Regions from separate parts of the Hordeum vulgare genome. Here region 1 is linked to region 2. A link is a contact called in public Hi-C data. All regions are on one chromosome and are shown on one strand. The core of a region is the stretch at or near the end of the contact, and the rest is flanking DNA. Distances in the headings are between cores, read along the strand shown. Region 1 holds the start of LOC123450046 (periodic tryptophan protein 2). Region 2 holds the start of LOC123419246 (extensin-like).

Evidence for each region. A called contact is a pair of places that touch in the nucleus more often than the background predicts.
Region 1: a contact with region 2 is called in a Hi-C map of leaf, with 3 times the contacts expected there. The contact joins the promoter of LOC123450046 here to the promoter of LOC123419246 in region 2. A contact is called at or near these places in 2 of 6 Hi-C or Micro-C datasets (leaf and seedling).

What each region holds. Positions count from the first base shown.
Region 1 is chr1H:498,235,277-498,240,492 of MorexV3_pseudomolecules_assembly, forward strand. It overlaps LOC123450046 (periodic tryptophan protein 2), which reads right to left and starts at 3,835. Exons shown (of 8, transcript XM_045127447.1): 1 at 2,638-3,835; 2 at 2,119-2,370; 3 at 1,932-2,024; 4 at 1,398-1,769; 5 at 612-956; 6 at 296-523; 7 at 10-201. The coding sequence starts at 3,807. The coding sequence ends at 31.
Region 2 is chr1H:497,947,732-497,952,948 of MorexV3_pseudomolecules_assembly, forward strand. It overlaps LOC123419246 (extensin-like), which reads left to right and starts at 1,487. Exons shown (of 1, transcript XM_045107143.1): 1 at 1,487-5,217. The coding sequence starts at 1,689. The coding sequence ends at 4,823.

The DNA.
Region 1 (5,216 bases), core at 2,585-5,084, 290 kb after region 2:
AATACTCACGAAACAAGTGCCGACCATGGCCTAACTCTTTGTCCCAGCAGAGCTCAGATATTTGAGCATGTACTCGTTGGAGGAACAAGTGTCCGCCAGATCCTGGTGTAGTTTTGTTATAGACTTCTGCAACGACTTGAGAGCAGGAAGCAAAGTCCTCGAATTTTGCTGGATGTAGCTTCCATCAACCTTGCATAGCTCCTGTAACGGGAATATATAGATCAGAATAAGATATCCAGTGTTTCACCAAGATCATTAGCTTCAACCCCCAAAAAAAGAAAGAGGAGAATGGTACCTGAGACCACAGAAGGATGAATTCCAGATGGGGACAGCTTTCCAGGAGGTCAGCGAATGCATCGATCAATCTCTGAAGATACTTAAAGGGTACTGATGAGCAGATTGCTCGTACATTGGATGGATCCACAGCAAAGATGCATTGCTTAATCAAGGAGTCTTCGTTTAACCGGAGGCTCAGTAAAAGGGCTCTCTGTTGTTGGTTTTCTGCAAGAGCTTCCTCCACTTTCTGTACAAACACAAAGCACACAAATTTGTCACGGATTGATCAGCAGTATTTTGAGACAAAAGTTCTCAAAAGGACATGAAGTAAATACCTCAGGAGTAACATCAATGTCAAGATCTGTTGGGTCGAAGATAAATGATTCATCAACTGAGTACAACAGAACACCATCAGTGGTCGCTGCAGCAAAAGATCTTCCTGTTGGAGCAAATTTCACACATTTTGTCCGAGCTATGGGTCTTCCACGATTTGCCATGGATCCAGGTAAACCATGCCCCAGGCTACCTCTTGTTTGTTGATCAATTCCATCCTCAACATCGCTATCTTCGTCATCAATTAGATCCAGTGGACCAGCATCAGTCATATTCTTTGAGTTCAGGAAATCAAGAACGCCATCCAATGAAAGATTGCGAGTGATCTGGAATCTTCGCAACAGCACCTGCATAGATGGCATTGGCAAATACATTCAATCATTAATGTGGAGATAAGGCGTTCTTACGAAGTTACAGTTATGTCAATCACTGAAGATAATGTCAAAGGCCACCTAACCATATGCATCTTAGCTGTTATCACGACACGAGGGGCAACATTCAGATGTGGTTAGCTATTAATAGTATCTTTTTAGTTTAGGTTCGTGAGGCTACCAGGAAAATAATTCTGGTCACCAAGTCAAGCAAACATTGGGTACAAACTAATAATAGACAAAGTTTTTACCAAACTACAGTAATTGACACGAGTACATGACAGTATGGCATGATAACTATAGATTGTAAAGAATGAGCATATATAAGATGGGAGGCGCCTCTAAGATAGTAAAAGGAAAAGAGATGAGAAATGTGGGTATGCTACAAAATTGTTTTATCACAAGAGATTTCCTGACCTGTTCTCCAATATCATACATGCATATATATTTGCTGTTTCCTCCTGCTAAAATATAGCTTCCATCAGCAGAATAGCACAGCGTCGTGAAGTACTTTCCTATACTCGTATTAGCTGCAGATCTTCTATCAGTCATGAGCCGCCCGCCAGAAATATCCCTGCGGCCTTCAATTGTATACATCAACAAGCCATCAAAGGGATCCCAGAAATTGATTAGGCCATCTAGTGTGCTGCATGCAATCTGCCTTCCGTCAGGACGATAAGCCAAGGTAAGAACATCATGTGAGTGCTGAAACGTTTCCACAGCACCCTTGCTCTCAAATACATCCCAAAGACGAACGGTCTTGTCCCATGATGATGAAGCCAAAATAGCCTACAAAACATAAGCTAGTTACTCTTTCTGTGGATTTACAAAATACATAGAACCACTAATAGAGCAGATTCAGCACAATTTCCTTAGTCAATTTGTTTCAAAAAAAATTGTACTTTTAACTACCAGGAATAGGAACCAAAATACAGCAAAGCATGGACTTACACTGATTGGTGAAAACATTAGACCATGAACTGGTCCTTGGTGGCCACTGAGCACATCCAACAAACGACCAGTCTTCATTGACCAAACATAAATCTGCATGAATAACATTGTGGTTATCAAGGAACTAGAATTAGAGCATATAGGCAGCAAAAGGACTGCCAGAAAAATGTTGAGTGTATACACACACCTCAAATGAATCAAGTGTTCCAGCACAAATTACTTCCCCGCTCTGATCTGCCGTTAAAGAAACAAATTGTCTAGGTGAAGGGGTCGTAAATGTCTTGAAGTTACGATAACGGAACAGATCCCATGCTCGAATAGTCCCATCAAGGGAGGCACTGAGAAGAGAATGGTTATTGGCCATAAAATGAACTGCAGTAACAGCATTTGTATGCTCGGAAAATGTTATGAAACAGAACCCAGAGGCAGCCGTCCAGACCTGCAGCAAGCAAGTCACGTGTATCAAACTCAATGCAGGATAATGATATACTTAACTGTTAAAACAATATGGTCTTAGACATAGGAAAAAGTTGTGATAGTTATAATTTCTGGTTTTCAATTCAAAGAGGTACTAGAAAAAATATCAATTACTTCATCATCTCAATAGCATTTCATCAAGTATCTTGGCCTACTTTAAGAGCACAGCCGGCCAAGCAGAAAAAGGATATAACAGAGATTGCAAATGGCACCACTAGTTCCAACATACCTTGACTTTGTTATCATCAGCTCCAGTAGCAATTAACTGAGAATCTGGTGAGTATGCAATGCAGTTGACATCGAAGTAGTGACCCTGCTGCTTCAAAATGTAGCTCTCTGACCGCCACTCCCACACCAGCAGTTGGCCAAGTTTGGCGCACCCAAAAACTAACCAATTCCCCAAGCTGTTGAAAATAGCTGTGGTGATCTTCTCCCTTGATATTGAGAGCTGGCAGTGGCACACAAAGTCGGGCATCTGGTACAGCCCAAACACCCCGTTAGAAAACCCAACCACCACCATGTCAAGATCCCGGTGGTAATCACAGGCTGTTAGCTTAGCAGGCGCCTGCATGAAGAAGTTCTTTTTCTGCAGCTCCCACTTTGCCAAATGAAGCGGAGTGGTGCTGGGCTCTTCCAAGCTCTTCCTCTTCCTGCTGCTCCCAGCATCCAATTCCGGCTCACCATCCTGCTCTGGTGTCCCGGGTGAAGGTGGAGGAGATGCGGCATCATTGCCCTCCACCAAATTCCATGTAAAGATAGCTCCGTCCTTTGAAACCGTGTAGACCCCGTGGACTCTGCCCGACTTCTTATCGGTGGCGAAGAAGGCGCCAACGACAGCCGCACGGTGGCCGAGGAAGAGGAAGGGCTTGTTACCGGTGCCCCGCTTGACGGGCAGGAGGCGGGCAGTGAGGTCCTTGCAGGCGACGAGGAGGGAGGCGGAGTCGGGGGACCAGTCGAAGGAGGTGACCCCGGCGGCGAAGCCGGGGAAGACGCGGAGGAGGTGGAAGGGGAAGAACTCCCTGCGGAAGGAGGGGGAGCGCCAGATCTGGACGAGCTTGCCGACGGCGACGGCGATGAGCTGGCCGTCGGGGCTGAAGCGGACGGCGGAGGGGGCGGCCTTGAAGGAGACGCGGTGGAGGACGGCGCGGCGGCGGAGGTTGGCGTAGAGCGCGCGGCCCTTGTCGTCGCAGGCGAGGAGGAAGTCGCCCGAGGGGGAGGTGGCGAGGCGGGCGATGTTGGCGGAGGACTCGAAGGGGAGGGTGAGCGAGGAGGAGGCGGCGAGGTCGGTGGTCGCCACGCGGTTCCCCACCGCCGAGAGGAGCACGGAGGAGTCCCCCGCGAAGACGGCGTCGCCGCCGCGGTACGGCGCGCCTAGAAGGTTCTGGAAGCGGTAGTTCATGGCGGGGGCGGGGGTGGGCGGGAGTGGGGGCTAGGGTTTTGGGGAGGGGGGAGGAGTGAGTAGTTGACGACGACGAGGGTTTTGCTCTGGGTTCGTTCCAGCGTTTGATGGGCTGAATGCGACAGTTTCTGGCCCAACCGTGGAACGGGCTCACGAAATTGAACATTCTTTTTCGTCTCAAAAAAAAAAACATTCTTCTAAAAAAAATTTGAAATTGAACGTCTGCCACACGTGGAATTTTAAACTTTCTTAGGCTAAGGTTATCTCTGATCCATCAGGAACCAAATCCCGATGCTCGCATTTATTTCTGAATTTATTTTAAAATTTTCAACGATACGACATATTATGAAAGGAATTTATAAATTGTAAGATGATACGCGGACTTAATTTCTCGCATGTGCTCGTAAAAATAGGGTGTGCGCTCCGTCCTGTATTGTGTTTAAGAAAACACACGGGACTCCAAAAATGTATAAATATTCTGGGAGCACTTGTCATCCGCTATCGATCGATCCTTGGCTTGCCCCTCGCCGAAACGTGCACGTACGTAGCTCGTCAAGCATCCATACCATATACTTATACCAGACGTGCACAGCAGGGCAAAAGGAATAATGAAAACTGATCGCGCGTGACAAGCTTCCCTTCTTCCTCCTCTCGCCGGTCGGTCTCCTCTGCGCGGCCGGCATTTGCCTCCCCGCCGCCATCTTCCCCTGCCAGCCCAGCACATGGCCATGGACATGTCCACGCACGCGGCGACGGCACTGGAGCACCACCTTGGCCTCCTCCTCGCGGGGATCCTCTGCGGCGGCCTGCTCTCCGGCGCGCTCCTCGCCGCCGCCGCCCTCTCCCTGCTGCTGCTGCTCGCCGGTGCGCTGCTCGCGGTGGCCGCGCTCGCCGCGTCGGACGCGTGCAGGCTCTCGGCCCTCGCCGCGCGCGCCCTCGACGCGGCCGCGGCGGAGCTGAGGCTGGCTGGCGCGGTCGCCTTGTGCGTCGCGCTCGGCGCCGTGGTGCGCGCGTCCGTGGCCCTCCGGGGCTGGGCCGGCGTGCTCGCGTCGCGCGGGGGCTACAAGAAGAAAATCTCATGCTACTGACTGCTGATAGCGATTAGCATGAGACGTATATCAGCTGCCGAAAATATACCGAATGTAAAATACTCGCTCCGTTTCTAAATATAAGTCTTTTAAAAAAAAATACTAAAAAACTACATACGAAACAAAATGAATGAATCTACATTCTAAAATATGTCTATGCTAGTGGAACCTCTACAAAGACTTATATTTAAAAACGGAGGGAGTATAAGTCTTTGTAAAGGTTTTAATAGAGAACAACATACGGATGTATTTTAAAGTATAGTCCTCTAATAAAATACCTAAAAAGATTTATATTTAAGAACGGAGGGAGTAATGTTTTCG
Region 2 (5,217 bases), core at 237-2,736:
CCATGGATGGATATCCGTAAATAACCATACATATATCACCGTAACTAGTGAGAACAAAAACATGCTTGTAAATGCAATAGCCTACACATTACCTGATCGTTTGGTATCGCCATTTATTCATGCAATGACTCAGAAGACAACTGATCAAATGAAAGAATTCCATCTCCAGATCTGACGAGTCTGAAAAGATTTCATAACCAGTAAGAATAAAAATTAACATAGGTCGAGAAACAGCTTGTTAAGATCTTCGGCACTCCCTTATTAGAATATTGTCAGTAGATTTTTATGGATGATTAATTGTCCACTGACCGTAAATAGTTAAAGATCCTTCTTTGTGTCTTCCAAGACTACGTTTTGCAGTTAGGAAATTCATCTACTCAGAGTCAAACAATGCATGCAAAACAACAAACAAGAAGCCAATGACAATCATACCCAGCCTTGAACACATCTTCTTACGTGTCCTGCCCGCTTCTCCTATGGCTATAAATAGTCAAAGATCCTTTTTTGTGTGTGTTCCTAGGCTACATTTTGTAGTTCGGAAATTCATCTACTCAGAGTCAAACGATGCATGCAAAAAAATAAACAAGGCAATAACAATAATACCGCTGCCCACTTCTCCTATGAATATGAACGCCCCCTACAAGAGTTGTGCTCCAGCATTGTTGTAACTTTCAGTTTGGCATGTTCGAATATTTTTTGGAGAAAGGCATCTTGATTTCTTGAACATTACGCGGTTCCACTGTCCAATTAGCACTGGGGCAACAATTAATGTGACTTTGGAAGAAGGTCTAGCTTTTGCACCGACGAGAAGACACAAGGATTGACATTGGAATGAGAATCAAGGAGAGTTGTTTTGCTTGGGATGCTGACACAGCAACCGAGCTGATCTGGTGCAGGAGCAGTTCCAATTTTTTTAACTTGAGATACAACTGCGAATCTACTTACCATAGCTGGAAACGTCAGATCAACTAGATCCTAATTCTACCTACAGATATGAACAGATGGAAGCTCCACACGGAGAGATGCGGCTTGATCGGCCGGCCTTCCTGGGTTTCTGAGCTGCCCATGGAAGCTCACAGCTGGATAGATCTTCCATCCATCTGATGTGTGCTGCTAAAGATCTGACACACTAGCTAACTATCTCTGAGGTCAACTTGATCGTGTGCAGCAGTGCTGCGCTGTCATGTTAATCAACTCAACTGGGGCACACCTGGCATTTTTGACTGCTCATTTGGAATCTGCCGACGCCACCCAAGGTCTGCTCCTCCCGGCCAACCTGTTACCACCCGTGTGGCATTAACTGTCAATATCATGCATGGCCCTGTGATCTAGGCAAAGATGCTGTGCACGGAGAACAATGGAACCTGCAAAATGTCAATGAAATTAGCAGAGAAACACAGTGGATTGTACTGCCTTTTTTTTCACTTATGTGATTCGTTCTCCCTCTTTCATCTGTCAGAACACAGCTGGTGAGGAGCTGACCTGAGAATTAACAAATGCAGGCCGGTGCAGTGCCTGGCAGTGTCAGAAGCTTCTTCGACTCGGATCCAGCAAAACGTAGCCATTACCAAGGTCGAGGTTACACCCACTATAAATGGCTAGCATCGCTGCTCATTCTGCATAAACCCGTAAGCTAACACAAACAGCTCTCTCTGGTCGGTATTCAGGTTCAGCGTTCTCATCCTACGATGAGATCGCTGCTCCCTGTAGTTCTTCCCATCCTGATTCTTGTGCTTGCCGCCCATGTATCCCAGGCAGATAAGAGTTCTGCGGGTGGAAACGGGAAGGGCTCCTATGGTGGTGGTGATCACAAATCAAATGGTGTAGGGCCGGTGAAAAATCCACATTGCCCTAAACCAGGACGTGGTCCGAATCCCCACGACAAGGATGGTCCAAGCAATAGGGGTCGAGGACCGCCAAACAAGGACTGCGATGATGCAGAGACATCACCGTCATCGCCTGATGGAGCTGGTCCTTCCCCAGACCAAGGTAACGGTACCCCATCGCCACCGTCAACCCCGTCTTATTCTCCACCGGCTCCATCTGACCAAAGTAATACTCAGTCACCTCCACCTCCCTACCAACCTAGCACTCAATCCCCTTCACCGTCATCATCATCTAGCCCCCCACCACAAGCTCCCGCCACCCCACAAATACCTCCATCGCCACCACCACCTCCATCTAGCCCACCCATAGCACCTCCCGTGGACCCGACTAATGAGCAGCCTCCACCATTGCCATCATCTAGCCCACCCACAGCACCTCCGGTGGACCCGACTAATGAGCAGCCTCCACCATTGCCATCATCTAGCCCACCCACAGCACCTTCGGTGGACCCGACTAATGAGCAGCCTCCACCATTGCCATCATCTAGCCCCCCACCAGTAGCTCCTGCTACACCACCTGCCTACCAACCTAGCCCTCAATCCCCTCCACCGCCATTGTCATCTAGCCCCCCACCACAAGCTCCACAAACACCTCCATCTAGCCCCCCTGTTACACCTCCAACCTACGAACCTAACGATCAATCGCCACCGCCTCCATTGAATCCTCCATCCATTAACCAACCACCTCCATCTAGCCCACCCGCAGCACTACCTCCGGTAGACCCAACTAATGAGCAGCCTCCACCGCCACCGTCATTTAGCCCCCCACCAACAAATCCTAGTACATCTCCACCATACCAACCTAGCAACCAATCCTCTCCGCCACCATCATCATCTAGCTCCCCACCGCTAGCTCCAGTTACCCCACAAACACCTCCATATAGTCCCCCAATTGCACCTCCAAGGTATGAACCTAACGATCAACCGTCACCGCCACCATTGAATACTCCATCCATTCCCCCACCGCCACTAGTTACCACACCCGTAACACCTTCAATGCCCCCGACTAATGAGCAACCTCCTCCACCATCACCATCATTTAGCCCCCCACCAATAGATCCTACCACACCTCCACCCTACGAACCTAGTGATCAGTCCCCACCACCGCCATCCTCATCTAGCTCTCCACCGCTAGCTCCAACCACCCCACAAACACCTTCATCTAGCCCCCCTGTTACACCTCCAACCTACGAACCTAACAATCAACCGCCACCATCTCCACCGAATTCTCCATGCCCTCCCCCACCACCTCCAACTAGCCCACCCGCGGCACCTCCACTAGACCCGACTAATGAGGTGCCTCCTCCACCCTTGTTGTCATCTAGCCCCCCACCAACAGATCCTAGTACACCTCCACCAGACCAACCTAGCAGCCAACCCCCTCCACCATTATCATCTAGCCCCCCACCACTGGCTCCAACCACCCCACAAACACCTCCATCTGGTCCCGATGTTGCACCTCCAACTGACCAACCTAATGATCAACCGCCACCATCACCACCGAGTCCTCCATCCATTCCCTCGCCGCCTCCATCTAGCCCATCCACAACACCTCCTATGGCCCCAAATAATGAGGAGCCTCCTCCACCATCACCGTCATTTAGCCCCCCACCAATACCTCCTACTACGCCTCCACCCTACCAACCTAGCAATCAATCCCCTCCACCGTCATCAACATCTAGTCCTCCACCACTAGCTCCAGTCACCCCACAAACTCCTCCATCTAGTCCCCCTGCTACATCTCCAACCTACGAGCCTAGCAATCAACCACCACCGCCACATTGCCCTAAGCCAGGACGTGGTCCAAATCCCCATGGCGGTGATGGTCATAGCAATAATGGTCGAGGACCGCCAGAAAAGGATTGCAATGAAGCAGAGACATCACCGCCGCCACCTGATCCATCCCCAAACCAAGGTAATGGTTCGCCATCACCACCGCCACCCCAGTCTTATTCTCCACCCATGGCTCCACCTCCATTAGATTCTAGTCCTCCTACTACACCACCGCCATACCAAACTAGCGATCAATCTCCTCCACCGCCGTCATCCTCTAGCCCCCCACCTCTAGCTCCAACTGCCCCACAAACACCTCCATCTAGTCCCCCTGTTACACCTCCAACCTATGAACCTAACGATCAACCGCCACCGCCACCATTGAGTCCTCCATCCATTCCCCCACCACCTCCATCTAGCCCACCTGCAACACCTTCAATGCCCCCAACTAATGAACAACCTCCTCCATCATCACCGTCATTTAGCCCTCCACCAATAGCTCCAACTACACCTCCACCCTACCAACCTAGCGATCAACCCCCTCCACCGCCATCATCATCTAGCCCGCCACCATTAGCTCCAGCCACCCCACAAACACCTCCATCTAGTCCCCCTGTTACACCTCCAACATATGAACCTAGTGAGCAACCACCACCGCCTCCATTGAATCCTCCATCTCTTTCACCACCACCTCCATCCAGCCCACCTACAACACCTCCAATGTCCCCGACTAATGAGCAGCCTCCTCCACCATCGCCATCATCACCATTAAGTCCACCTGTCACACCTCCAACGTACCAATCTAACCAACCACCACCATCGGCACCACCACCACCTAGTCCCACAACAACAATGTCACCACCTGGCCCCCCTACCGGTACTAATGGATGGGTGCAAGTTCATAACTTCCGTGACACCTTGTACTGGCAAATCGCGCGCTTTGCGGTGTTAATGCACAAGTTGGTATACAAGAAGGAGATGACCCTTGTCGATGTGTTGTATGTGAGCATGCAACCTTCAGGAATTGGCAACAACTACTTTCTTGAGATAAAAGCTGCGGATGAAAATAATAAGGTCGGCAGGTATCAAGTGCTCGTATGGGGTGTGCCTGGGTCAACAGCTCAACCATGGAAAGTATTGTCGTTTCAATTTGTAGGATACTAAGCATAAGAATCTAGCTAGCGGCCATGTGTGGTATTTTTAGGGAAAAAGCATAAAGAATTTTTGCAGTCAACATGCGCCTGCATGTTTGTAGATTAGTTAATCTTTGTAGCATTTAGGGGCTTGATATACCAATATATGATTCTGATTTCAATGATAAATTTTTCTTGTGCTCTTATTCAAAATTGCCTGAAATTTATAAAATATGTTTGGACATGTAATCATATAACTAGAAGCATAAGCATGATTCACTGCCCCGTTTGTTTGATGGTTGCCCTGTAATTCCTGCTGATTTTTCCTGCTTATTTGTAGTTCACTATTTTGTTAGTTCTAATCTTTGTTACAGGTAGTAGTTTTTAACATTAATAGTGCCTGCATGCTGGCAAGAAATATCCTA